Regions from separate parts of the Callithrix jacchus genome. Here region 2 is linked to region 1. The links are chromatin contacts, called in public Hi-C maps. All regions are on one chromosome and are shown on one strand. Each heading gives the region's core, a stretch centred on a gene start, on an enhancer-like site or on the middle of the called end of the contact. The rest is flanking DNA. Distances are from core to core; before and after follow the strand shown. Region 1 has its middle 23 kb from the start of SKIDA1. Region 2 holds the start of BMI1 (BMI1 proto-oncogene, polycomb ring finger).

The links. A called contact is a pair of places that touch in the nucleus more often than the background predicts.
Region 2: a contact with region 1 is called in a Hi-C map of skeletal muscle, with 5 times the contacts expected there. The contact joins the promoter of BMI1 here to the enhancer-like site in region 1. A contact is called at or near these places in 2 of 3 Hi-C or Micro-C datasets (induced pluripotent stem cells and skeletal muscle).

The regions. Positions count from the first base shown.
Region 1 is chr7:21,999,658-22,006,342 of calJac240_pri, reverse strand. No RefSeq gene overlaps it. Among named protein-coding and RNA genes, the nearest start is that of SKIDA1, 23 kb to the left of the region's middle. Within about 2 kb of position 3,097, at least 11 of the 16 cell types and tissues checked have an H3K27ac peak or open chromatin away from gene starts, as enhancers often do. A contact at or near this core is called in skeletal muscle, where this site is marked.
Region 2 is chr7:22,827,099-22,833,543 of calJac240_pri, reverse strand. BMI1 (BMI1 proto-oncogene, polycomb ring finger) reads right to left here and starts at 4,088. Exons shown (of 10, transcript XM_035306931.3): 1 at 3,809-4,088. It overlaps COMMD3 (COMM domain containing 3), which reads right to left. Exons shown (of 6, transcript XM_035306936.3): 6 at 5,204-5,574. The coding sequence ends at 5,361.

The sequences.
Region 1 (6,685 bases), core at 1,848-4,347:
CTCCCAAAGAAAGATCAAGACACTTTGTGAATTTTCCCCAGATAATGCCTCATATTCCGAATGACTGATCAGAGAACTCTCGTATTGTTCAATAAAATGAGAGGAAGGCGAGTGACGTGGGAGTCGAACAATGGCATTTCTGAATCAGTTTGCTTGATTGACATTTGGGAGCTTCATGACCCCAGGGAATAGGACTCATTACGGTGAATACACCAAAACATCAACCAAGATTAGAACTCTAGATCCTGTTTTAATCCCATTTCAGTCCAAATTACAGTGGGAAAATATAAAATCCAAGTGGAGAGAATCACTCCGTTATGTATTGCGCTAAAGTTTTATTTGTACTAACGGGGAAATAAAAGTGGAAACCCTATCCACTTTCCAACACTTTAGATAGAGCACTGACAATTAAGAAAATGCATGGATTTGGTAGCCGAGGTACTAAGAATATTTACGTGGTAAAAAACATTTCATACTTGGGAGACACTTTATTGGAAAAGTAAGTAGGGAGTTTTTTTTTTTTTTTGTATGTGTAAGAAAAATGTCATAACCCTTTCCACTTAAAAAGCGACGGTCATTTTGATGCCCCCAAATAGCTGATGCTAAGAAATAATTAGACACCTTAAAGCTACTGTCTAAATTTCCATGATTGTTTGGAAGAACTCTCTCCAACGTGGGAGGGGAATTTGTTTTTTAATATCAAAAGCTGTGTTAGCATGTACATTTAACCCAGGAAATTGTGAGAACTGATCTTCAACTCAGGTTGGAAAAAGGGAAGGTGTTTGAGCAAAGTCTATTTTTAACAACATAAAAGTGTGAGATAAAGTGGACTGTGTGTTGGGTTGAGATATAATCTATGGCAACTTCACCATACAAAATTTTCGATTCTTCAATGGGACTCATCCTCAAATTTTAGAAACTTGAAAAATTGAAGTCTTAAGTATTGTGTGTTAAACTGAACCAAGAGCTCACAGAAACACAAAGCTGTGGTAAAATACGTTATAGTTATATTCTCATATATTTAGTAAGCAAACTACAGCAAAAAAAAATGTACTAGGGAGATATAAAATAGAGCAAATATGTTACGAATAATGAAACGGAAGGAGTTGCTGCACAACATAGCTTCACAATCTTATATTTTGAGGGGTAGGTTTTAATAAGAAGCCTCTGTATTGCATGGGAACTGGGAGTTGTAAGAATTATTTATGCAGTAAGAAGGAACAAAAATTAATTATTAGGAGCTCAGTAATCACCAAATAAACTCTGAGCTTTGAGGTTACAAATAGACGACTATCTTCATGTTCAATTATACAGTATCAATTACTAATACAACTGATGTTTCAGTGTCTCAGTGAGACCAGATACTATCTTCTATGGAGATATCTTGGTATTAATTAATGACTGCTTTATTCTCATTATTCACAAGGAAAAATAGGGGTCGTGTCACATTAAAATTAAGATTATCTTAGTTTATCTGGGCTCTTAAACAAAGATCATTCAAAGTAATTATATTTTGAATTAACCGAGGTGGGCAATTTATCTCGTTATTTTTTTGTTCAAAGACAGGAAAATAAAGATCAGAAATAAGCAAAGTTTCATTCTGAAGACAGAAAGAACCAAACAAACATGTCTTGACTTTTGCAATATTTCCCTTGCTAAAAGGGGGAATGAGGGAGCTGTAAAAGACGTGACTTTGCAAAGTCAAGTCCTTTTTAAAAGACTCAGATCGAAATTCTTGCTATGCAACAAGGATTCAAGTTTGATTAATTTTCTGCAAGCGACGTGACAGCGGTGTTTTAAAAGATTAATTAAAATTGAAGTGATACGGAGCAGGAATTCAACCTGCAGAGGCGTCCCTGGCGCCTTGGGGGGCTTTGCAAGCTAGTCCCAAGCCCGAACTGCGGGCTTTCCCGAGCCTGGGACGCAACTCCTCGTCTCCTGGAGAGGAACGCGGAATTTGGCAGGGCGCCCGCCTGGCCGCCTGGCATCCTGAGCTGGCCGCCAGCTCTTGGGGGTGGGGACGGGGTGTGTCCTGGGGAACCCGCTGCCGAGAGAACTGCTAGCGCAGCTCAGCTAGCGACGAGCCAGTGAGGACCAGGGTCAAGCCAAGAGGCCGGAGGGGTCTCCTGGCAGCCAGCAGCTGACAGCCCCAGGCAGCGTCCTCTTCACCTGAGGGTGGGGGTTGGGGGAACGTACTTTGTGACCCGGCTGGTGCGGAGCCCCCTCCACTGCGGGAGCTTGCAGGGGTGCGGAGGTGTGAGTGGCGCTCCTCGGCCGCGCGTCCGCAGTGCAGAGGACGTGCAGGACTCGGCCGAGGGCGGCTGCACCCGGGCCTGCTTGGCGGACCCGGACTCCGGACTCCGGGAGGCCCAGCCCAGTGCCACTGCCTCAGCCACGTCTCCCACCTCTCTGCTCAGTTTCCCGCCCCTGCTTCCGCCTACCCCCACATCCCTGTCCTCTCGCTTCCCTCCTCGACACCTCCACCAGAGTAAGAAACGAAGCCGAACGCATTGATAACTGTGCTTAAGAAGATACAATCGCGGGAGCCCTCAGGGTGGCGCGCGGCGGAGAGGCGACGCGGGTGGCGCTGCAGAGGGTACAGTGGGGGGCGGGGAAGAGGGGGGCGTTCTTGTGCAATTAGCCTCCCCGGGGCGCAGACCACGGTGTCCCCTTCTCTCCAGCTGGGGGTCTCGGGTCCTGGAGCTGAGAGGCCGCACCTCGCCTCGCTGCCCGGGCGTTGCGCCCCTGGGCCCCAGGGTGACGCGGCGGGGGCGGCCCTTGCGACCTGCGGCGGCGTCGGGAAAGCCCTGTCTCTGCGGCGGGTCCCCGGGGTCGGGCCCTGGAAGGGTCCCTGGGGATACTCCGCGCTGAGAAGGATCTGTGGTTTCTCCTCCCCCTCACGTCTCCCTTTCCTCCCCTCTTCCCGGGGACCTCGAAGGTGGGGGGGAGGTGGGAAGGGAGGCGGGCATGCAGACCTTGCAGGCTCGGGAGCCGGAGCTCCGGAGCTGGGGGAGTCGGAAGCGCTTGGACGCGAGGGAAGGGGCCGGGAGCGAGGGGGACGGCGCTGGGGAGGGCTAGGGTGCTGGGAAGGCGACAGTCCCTTCCCCTATGAGTGGCGCGGGGTACCTCTTCCCCGGGGAACCCCCACCCAACCGTTCCCAACCTTGAGAACAAAGGGTCTGGGAAGCACGGTCGGGGTCTGGGAGCGGAGGTGGAGGGAGGCAGGAAGGCAGGAGGTGGGGGCAGGGGAGTGCGCCTCCCCGCGTTTCCTCTCGCGGCCGAATGATGGAAAGCTCCCTCCTGCAAACGCCTCACTGAGGCCGCTTCTAAATCCGGGAGGGCTCGGGTTCCTTACCTAACGGCTGCACTCCGCTCCCTTCCTCCCACAGCGTCCCCACCCCCTCCGGGGATAGGGGCCCGGGAGCTGCCAGGCCCGCTGCAAGCGGTGACGCTGGAGAAACCACGGGGCATCAGCGCCCCCTGCAGCTGCTGGGCGCCTCCGCAGCCGCGGCGCAGACCCGACTCTTAAGGTGGCACCGCCGGGTTCCCAGACCGCGCGCGCAGCTGTCGGGGTTCTCTGCCCGCAACCGGGTCTCCACCCGCTGCAGGTCTCCCTCTAGCTGCGGGCCTGACCGTCCAGAACGGCCGGAGTGTGCAGAACCCTGCAGCTTGATCCCTTGGCCCTAGTACCTGCAGGACCTCTTCGGCGGATGCTCCTCTAGACATTTCGACAGGCTAGATTGAAAATTCCCTGCGAGTATAGGAGGATGCGTAAGTCCCGCTTCAGGGAGAAACGACAAGAATGGCGTTTCTTTAAGCCTAAACCAAACTTTTATTTTCGGTTATAAAAAGCAGAACTCCAGCAGGAAAGGGTAGCGGAGGGTTGGCACGTCCACATCCGTCGTTCTCTTGGATCCAAGTTTTTTATGGTGAAATTGGGCGGTGGAGCCGGGATCGCCTTAGGCGATCACACCCCGAAAACTCGTAGGCAGGTGCGGTGCTAGAAGCCTGGGGCAGCCGCGGACCGGCAGGGTAACTTCGCCTCGCGCACCTCCCGGGCCCCAAGCTGCAGCGCACTCCCGTCGACGTGCTTTATTTGATAATATCGAGGAACTTGGAGAAGATCGAAGTGCAATTTTTTCTTTTTTTTCTTTCTTTTATTTTTTCTAACTAAATAGTATGTGTATGTGAACCCAGCATCTCTTGGAAATAAGTGTCCTCAGAGAACTCCAGATTCCTAGGGGAAACCTACTTGCCCTGAGAGCAGGAAATGCTTAAGCCAACCCAGGTTCCTGTGCCATCCTCAGTGAATTCCCTTCTTTTTGCTCTAAATTCCTCCTCTAAGTCCAGGAGAGGTACTACCGGGAGCCGCGGAGCAGAGGGCGGTTGCGAGGGCGCAGGGGAAGGGAGGAGGGCTGTGGGCCCGGGATGGGCAGTTTCCAGGCACCGTGGGAACCTCCCTCCCCCGGGGCGCAGGTCCTTGGCTCCGCCCTGTCAGGCCTGGGGCCGAGCGGCCCACCTAGCGGGTCCAGCACCCGGGAAGCCGAGTCTGCACGGGGGTCGGGCCACCGCGAGGGAAGCTAGCCTGGGCAAGTGCCGCGCGGGGTCAGACCCACCCCAGGGGTTGCAAACCGCAAGCGAAAGTCGAGAGGGGCTGGAGCTTTTCCTCTAATCCGTTTTACACGGTGAAAACCGCAGGCCTGTCGCCTAGGCGGCCACTTTTAAATTGGGAGGCAAATAGAAGAAAACCCAAACAAACGCACGAGCAGACTTTTTCCAGCTAAGTTTTTCCTCAATAAAAAGCTAGCTTTCTTGAAAAAAGGGAAACTGATCCGCGCTCATGATTGCTCTCTTGGGGATTGGGGGGGGGGGCAATGGGGCGCGCAGGAAGCGCGGCAGCAACCCCAGCGCGCATGGGGCAGCCTGGCCTGTGCCCCTCTCACCACGCTCCTTCCCAGGCTATTCCGTGCTTCGCTTTCCACTGGGGTCCCTCCTCTCCACGGGTCACGCCGAGGCCATATGCTTCTTGCAAGGGGCCCGCGCTTTTTCGCTCGGCCTGAAGGACTCATATTGGTGTTTGGATGTTGGGGCGCAGGGTGTGGTGCGCGTTGATTTGTCTGCTAATCTAGGTTTCCTCCAAGCACCAGGCCTGAAGTGTAGGTCGCCTGTCCAGGGGCTCAGGAAACCTCCAGGCCAACCAGAAAAATCACAGACAACTTTCTAATGTCACAGTTTTCCCCAGGGGGAAAAGCAGAAGTTGCTAGGCGCATCACCCAGCACCCGGGCAAACTCTCGACTTACCTTGCGCTCTTCTGGGGTGTGCAGGGGGGCCTCCGGAAACCCCTAGATAAGCAAGCAAAGCCTTGAGAAGTGGGTTGGGGAACGCTCACCAGATAAACCATGCATCAGACTTAATACTCCAAATCTAGGCCAATCTAGGCCCATCTAGGCCAGGTGGGCTGAGTCTTGGGATAGTGGGTGTCTCCTTCCTATGTTGATGTATTAGGACTTCTCTGTGGAAAAGTATTTTTAGTCAAACTTGTGGTCCTGGAGATAGAGGAAAAGAAGAGAGAAGAAAGACAGAAGGAGGAAGAGCTTTATTGTGTGTGTGTGTGTGTGTGTACATATATATATATATATATATATATATATATATATACACATATATGAACCTAGAAAAAATTGCTTGGTTAAATTGTGGAGAGGAAGGGAGGGAAGGAAAGATGAAGGCTTTTTCTTCTTCCTTCTTTAAAAGCCCAAACACTTTCTTTCAGAATCAGAATGTAGAGAGGCAGTCAGTCTTGGAGCATGTTTATGCAATTGAGGATACTACTCATTAATTCACTTTTAAAGCATTTGCTGAGTTGAGCACAGTTTTAAAAAGGTTCCCTCTCACCCAGTTCCTGTTTGAAGCTCAATGCATTTTGACTGAAAGAGATTTGAGATAAAAATTTCAGAAGAGAAAAATGTGTGTATACATCTGGATATATATACACATGTAACGGGGATGGTGTTCCCTCTAGTCCAAGACAAGAAATTCTACAGGTAAATTATTATTTTTTTTAAAGTCAGTTTTTTTTTTCTTTCTATCATTGTATTGTCACTAGAAAGAAAAGTGCTGAATTCTCTGTCTCTCCATTTTCCAATAATAAATCTCCTAGGAGCAATAACTTTTGGCAATTGTGCCCTTCCACACTTTCTCTCTGGCTTGCTTTCTTTTCCACATATGAATACGCACACAGCAGATACATCATGCACAGGCTTTTTCTTAATGTGTAATCTGTAAATCTAGACCCATGTCTTAGGTTTTCATTGAAGTCGGGAAACTGTCAAGGACTGACTTTCGTTCTTCACCTTGCATGCACTTTGCCAAGGATTTTTGGTTACCAATAAAACAATCATGTTCACGCCGAGTGTATTTCTTTGTGATTAAATGGTAAAGAGTATTCATGAACTGCTTCAACAGTATTTTTTTTTTTTTTTTTTTTTTGAGACAGAGTTTCGCTCTTGTTACCCTGGTTGGAGTGCAATGGCGTGATCTCGGCTCACTGCAACCTCCGCCTCCTGGGTTCAGGCAATTCTCCTACCTCAGCTTCCTGAGTAGCTGGGATTACAGGCACACGCCACCATGTCCAGCTAATTTTTTTGTATTTTTAGTAGAAGGAGAGACGGGGTTTCACCATGT
Region 2 (6,445 bases), core at 2,839-5,338, 830 kb before region 1:
CCCGGGCGCCGGGGACCCCGGAGCCTGCGGCAGCGCCCACGAAGGGAAAATGCAAACCGCACTCCCGGCCATTTCGGACACTTCGGGGGCCTCTTTCCACGTCGACTCGGTGCGTAGAACTGCTTTCAGATCTCGACTTTCTCGGTCTGTCCTCTCTGCAATCACTCGGTCAGAAATTTCACGAGGGGATCTTTCGAGAATGCCAACTGTGCACTGAGCCCGAAACCGTAAGGGCTCAAACTGCAGAGATGTTTATTGAACCGAACCTCTTTGAAACTTCCTTCTCTAATGTGACGCTCTCCTGTAGATCAAATGAGTGATACAAAGTTTTGGAAAGGCTGAAAACTAAAATCTGTTTTACTAGAGGAGGAGTGGGGCAAAGCCCAGTGTTTTATCTGAACAAACTATGCTGGGGGCAATAAAAACTACTTTAATCGGTATGATAATGACAATATATAAAGAACCATATGACCAGCCCATTCCCAAGGCTAAATCAACACCTTGTCAACCCAGAGCAGCGATAGGAGAGAAAAACAAATGTCATTTCTCAGTCTAAGTTTCATAAACCCCCCCCATACGATGAAATGATATTCTCAACAGATACCTATGTTATAGGAAAGTCACAATGGGGAACTGTCAGCAACAATACACCAGCCGACATTCAGGGAAGTCAATTACTTCGTGTAGCATTCTTATAAAATAAACTTCAACGCCCCTCCTTCATTTATTTCAGAACCTGATATAAGACTATGCTTCCACACTTCACTGAAGTACATTCTCAAAGCTTCCTTGAATGGAAATCCAGGAACTTTTGAAACTTGCCGTAAGATGTACCTGCGGTTTTAATTCCTAAGGTATATTAGTGCAGTAAAGGGAAACACCAATCAACACATCTTAATGGCTGAAATTAAGAGCTGACTTCTAGAAAATGGTAAAAAAACAAAACAAAGCCTCTTATAAAAGTGACCACAGTGACAACGGACAACCTCAACCAGAAAACTTCTTGTGTGACTCCTCAGTTATCTTTGGGCTACTTGTTTAGAAGAATACTGTCAACATGTAAACATAAATCTAAGTGGGGTCATAGAGGAGTTGTAGATAGAGCTATGTCCCTAAAGAGTAGCAATATTTAAATCCAGCTGTACTTGGTAAATTAAAGAACAGCCTTGTTGGTGCTTAAGGAAAATTCTCCTAGTGAAATCAGAGGATCTTTCCTAGAAAGATAGCAAGGTGATACTACTGTTTGCCTGTGAAAACATACTGCACTAAAAAACCACTGATCGTGAAGTTCATGAAGAGGTGCCAATAAAAATAGCTCCCTTTATTTCTCCTCTACCTTGCAGAAAACCAACACCACATAAACAGAAATACTAACATGGAGAACAATCAAACCTCAGTGGAGGGTTATCTACTGGTTGGATTTGAGCATTTAAGTCACATGTACTTGACCAAAACTCTTTCAAATCCAAATCTTAATTCACCCAACTACTCTACCTCAGTTCAGAAGAATTTGGCCACAGTCCTCCCACCATTTATAATGCTAATAAATATTACTTTGTTACTTATATAAAAATCAGTTATTTAAGCCATTTGAAAGTAGTGGCAACCTAATGAAGACTTCCAAAGTGTTTGACGTGCTTGTTAAGATTTGAGAAACAATCTCTTCCACACTAGAAGTGAAAACCTTCCAGGTTCCAACCCGGAAACTGCCAGTTAAGCAAGCAAAAATGCACCAAACATATAATGGTAAAAATAATCAACAGTTAGAACTTGCCATTGTAACATACTCAGTTGGGGCTGTCAGTTTTTAGGTGAAGGCCTAACACCAGGCATGTAAAAGTGAAGGAAAACAGAAGCAAGTTCTTAGGTTAACCATCAGCTTGCCTACTGCAATCTAAGAAATGCAAATGAACTCCATAACCCCAGTTGTGGCTCACAGCCCAATATAAGTATGGGTAAAGTTGGGGTTAATTTGACTCCTGGGGAGAAATTTGCCTATTTGCACACTTAACATACATCCAAGAACTTAGTGATAGAGTAATGAATGGATTTACCATATACAATTAAATGCTTAATTTTCTTACAAAAGCTTTATGTGTATACATGCACACACGGTGACTTGTATATAGCTTTAAAAATACCTTTACTAGGCATATGATTTACACAAGTTAAGCTATTTCAAACACTTCTGACTACACTTGGGGGAGATGTATAGGATGAACTGAAGTCTAAAAAAACTATAATTTTGCTTATAAAATCAATCCCAGGGATTTCTGATCCCTCTACCTAAAACTCAAAATGTTAATATATAGAGTCTCACAACTTGGTATATACTGTCAATAATTTGCATCCTTAAGTATCAAGTCTTTAGTGTAGCTTATAATGTGTTTCCAGAACTTGGGAATTAAGGTTCCTATAAAACATAGGTTGAACTACTCATGAGGTTGTACACATCACCAACCTTCACTTGCATTTAGATAAATAAGCTCGGAATTTTGCCCACTTTATAAGGGAAGGGGTTACTACTTGCTTCTCTTTCATATATTGAACCGTGACCACTAAGCCCACTAAATCCTTTTATTGCAATTGAGAATGATCAAAGTCTCTCTACTTGTTTACTTCCAATTATTAACTGTAAATCTCTGGGAAAACGATCATTCTATATCGCTGTCAAGCCCAAGTGACTGCGTAAACATATGCAATCAACTTTTCAGTGCTCCCTTCTAAAGTAGCCCTTTGCCAAACGACCTATGCTGACATTTAGCAAAACCTATAAAATGTAAGTAGACTGGAGTCATGAGGCTGAGTGCATCCTTAGTAGAAGTTGAGAGAAAAGCTGCAGTTTCCAAAAGGGGGAAAAAAGAAAAAGAAGTAGAGAGAAAGGAAGCCTCCAGCAAGGCTAACGTCCAGTCACCATCTTTACTCCACAAAAAGCTCCAAATTTGAAATATCCACTTCCCAGGGATCACCTTCCAAGTGATGTTTGGAGCACTTATCCAAAACTCCCAACACACACCACCTTGAAAACTTTAGCATTTTAAACACAAATGCAGGAGACCTTGGAAACAACTGGAAACCGCCATCTTACCAGCCATCCAATCTCACAGAAGTGTCCCCCCAACTTAAGTTAATAACATTTTTGTCGGGGATCTCTCCAGCCTAACACCCAACTTGGAGGGATGGCCGCCCCCCACGCAACCCGTCCCTATAAAATGGGGGCGTTCTCTGGCTGCTGGAGCCCCTCCAGAGCCCTTTCTTCGGAAGACGAGGGAAGCCACTTGACCCAAGCAGCTCCCGATTTCAGGAACCCGTACCCGTTCCATCCAAATCTACCTCTCAACAAAGGGCGCTGCGGCCCGGAGAGCCGCCGAGGCTGGAAATACTAGTGCTCCTCTCGGGGGCCATGTGCGTCGCGAGGGTACGGAGGGGCGCCCGGGGGAGCGGGGAACTAAAACGTGGGGCCGCGCGCGGCGCGCCGGGGCTGAGCGGGCGGCGGCGGCTGGAGCGGCGCCGAGCCCTGCTGGCGGCGGCGGCGCGGCGCGGGCTGCGGGTCGGTCCCGGCGCCGCGGGAGTCGGCGGGCGGCGGCGGGCGCGCGCTCGCGGGCGCGGGGCGGGCGACGCGCGGGACCGGCGGGCGCGGGGCGGGCAGCGCGGGGCGCGGGGCCGGGCGCCCACGCTGTCAGCGCCCTCCAGGCAGCGCGGCCGGGGCGCGGGGGGGGGCTCCTCTTCCACCCGCGGCCACCCCGAGCCCCGCGCGGCCCCCGCCAGCCCCCAGCCCCGTCCCGGGGGCGCCTCGCCTCCTACGTACCCGGAAAGAGCAGCCGGTGCGAGGCGATCGAAGCGGGCGGAAAAGACAATGAAAGTTAAAAGTCGTTCAGCAGAAAATGAATGCGAGCCAAGCGGCCATCTTGAAGCGAGCTGCAGACGCTGCTGTCAATGGGCAACCAGCGCGGCCCCGAGCAGCCGCGGCCGCCGCGCTCGCCTCATGCCGCCTCCGGCCGGCCTCCTCCTGCTCCGGCGCCTCGGCCTCCTTCGGCACCTCGGCCTCCTCCTCCGCCTCCGCCTTGGCCTCCAACGCCTCCTCCTCTGGGGCCTCCTCCTCCTCCTCCTCCTCCTCCTCCTCCTCCTCCTCCTCCTCCTCCTCGGCCGCCGCCGCCTCCTCCCGCTCGGCACTCGGGGGAGGGAGCGCGCGGAGGGGGCGCGATCGGTTTTATTCTGCGGGGCTGGGAGGTGCTGCTAAGCCGGAGCGGGGCTCCCGCGCCCACATCCCCATTGTCTCGCCCCGATCTCTGCCTCTCATACTACGATTATTTCATAGTTGCTGTGGGGGAGGCGGGCGGGCGGGGGGCGCCGTGTGTGTGCGTGCGAGCGGGGGGAGGGGAGGAGGGCGAGGAGGGGGAGGGGAGGGTGGAAAAAAATGCACTGCTGAAGGCAGAGTGGAAACTGACACCGGCTCCAAAATGGCTCGGAGTCCGCCCGCCCCCTCCGCCCGCCGCCCCCCCAGCGGGTCACGTGCTCCCCTCATTCCTTAAGGGCGGCCTGGGAATTAGTGTCGGTGTAGTCAGGCCCGTGGCCGCCCCCTCCTCTCCGCGCCGCGCGCCAGGCCCCCTCCCTCGCCCCGCGCCGCGGCGGCGGAGACATTTCTCCACAGCGCCACACGCGCCGCCGCCACTCCGGCCCCGCACGCCGCGCAGCCCACCCCGCCCCCCGTTCTTTCTTTCTCCGGGCCGCCCGCCTCTTCCCGCGGCGCACACGTCCCTCTGCCACCGCCCCCAGCCGGCCCCGCGGGCTGCGGCCCAGGCTCGGGCGCCGCGGCGGGGAACCTGTGCCCGAGTTGGGCTCGCGGAAACAACAGCGCCCGCCCGCCAGCCCGCGGCCGCGCCAGCCCCTTCCCCGCCAGCCGGCGGCCGAGGCGGGGCGCGCGCGGGCGGCGGCTGGCTCCGGGCAGGGGCTCCGCGCAGGGCCGGGACCGGGCGGCCGAGGGTCGGGCTGCGGGCGAGACCTCGGGCGCAGGTAACGGGCCGGGCTGGGGCGCCGCCCGCACCCGGAGTCCCGAAGCGGGGATCTGCGATCGCATCCTTTCCTCCGTGTTTTAACTTTAATCCTTAGAAAAGGCGATCGTTAAAAGTTAACACTACTGTATCTAGCTCTTCACACAAAGTAATAACACACGAACTCAGATGCAAACAAAATATCATCACTGTTTGTGGAAAACACCTTATTTATTCAGGGTGTAATACTGTCTACTTCCTTTTAGAAGACATGAAAAAGACCAAAATAGGATAAATGGACAGTTAGGACTAAATATGATTCAAATACTTAGGCAGTATTTTTCCCTCTTAACCTTTTCACACGTGTTTTTAAAAAGTGTCAAAATTGATGAATGGCATAAATTCAAAAGGAAAATTCTTTTCTACTGAAAAGGACATCCAGCTCGCATAAACGGTGGTTCGGCAGTAGGAAAGGCGTCTCTGGTTTTCCTCTGAACTCGGGCGGATCGTTAACTTCCCCAAGTTACAACTGAGTTGCTCTTTCCAGGCTTTTCGAAGCATCTTTAAGCTTCCCCACCAAGTCCTAGAAGACGTGTATAGAATACCACGTTTTTAGGATAAAAAAATAGAAGCATCCACGTTCAAGAAAGTTGCAAGGAAAAAAAAAAGTCAGGACACCCCTTCCAAACAAGTTTAAAATTCAACAAGATTGTAACCTTTGACAACTATCGGTCAAAAGAAGCATTTCCTCGGAAGTATCTCATGTTCAAATCGGTTATTTGCCCTCACATTCAAACATAATTTCTAACCGAATCCTTAACAGCTCAGGTACCTCTAAATTTTCTCAAGTTATCTAACAAAGGTTATGCTGTATACACATTTAATGCAAGTTTAAAGTTTGATTCATAGTTACATTAAAACGACTCTTCAGGAGATGCCTTTGAAAAATTCAATTTCACTTAAATTTCAGGTAATGATCTTCATTTTTTTAAGTGCTAAGAAATAAATTCGTTGTCATATCCATTAATCAATGTAGTTTTGAATTTCCCAGTCTTAAATAGGCAATATAAACTGTTTTAGAATGTTATACTTCCCCCTTTATAAAAAGTCATTAAAAACCAGTTTCAAAATCCAGTTTTGACAGTTTAATTCAATTTCTGAAAGCAGACATTTTCAAAGCCATGCTCTTAATTTTGCTTTATCTTATTTGATCAAACTCATCAGAAGACAAGAAATTTACACTAAATGCTACACTTCAGAAGTTTATTTTAATCAGCAAGAACAGCAAAGATGGACCAATTCTCTATTAATAACATCTTAATTTCAACAGTGAAACCTATGTGAAAATACTATTTTGCTGCCCCTTTCCCATTAACTGCTTAACCAACCTTCATTATCTGCTGGCAAATGATTAGATTACTTTTCTTTTGAACTTTCCAAGAGCATAACTCTGA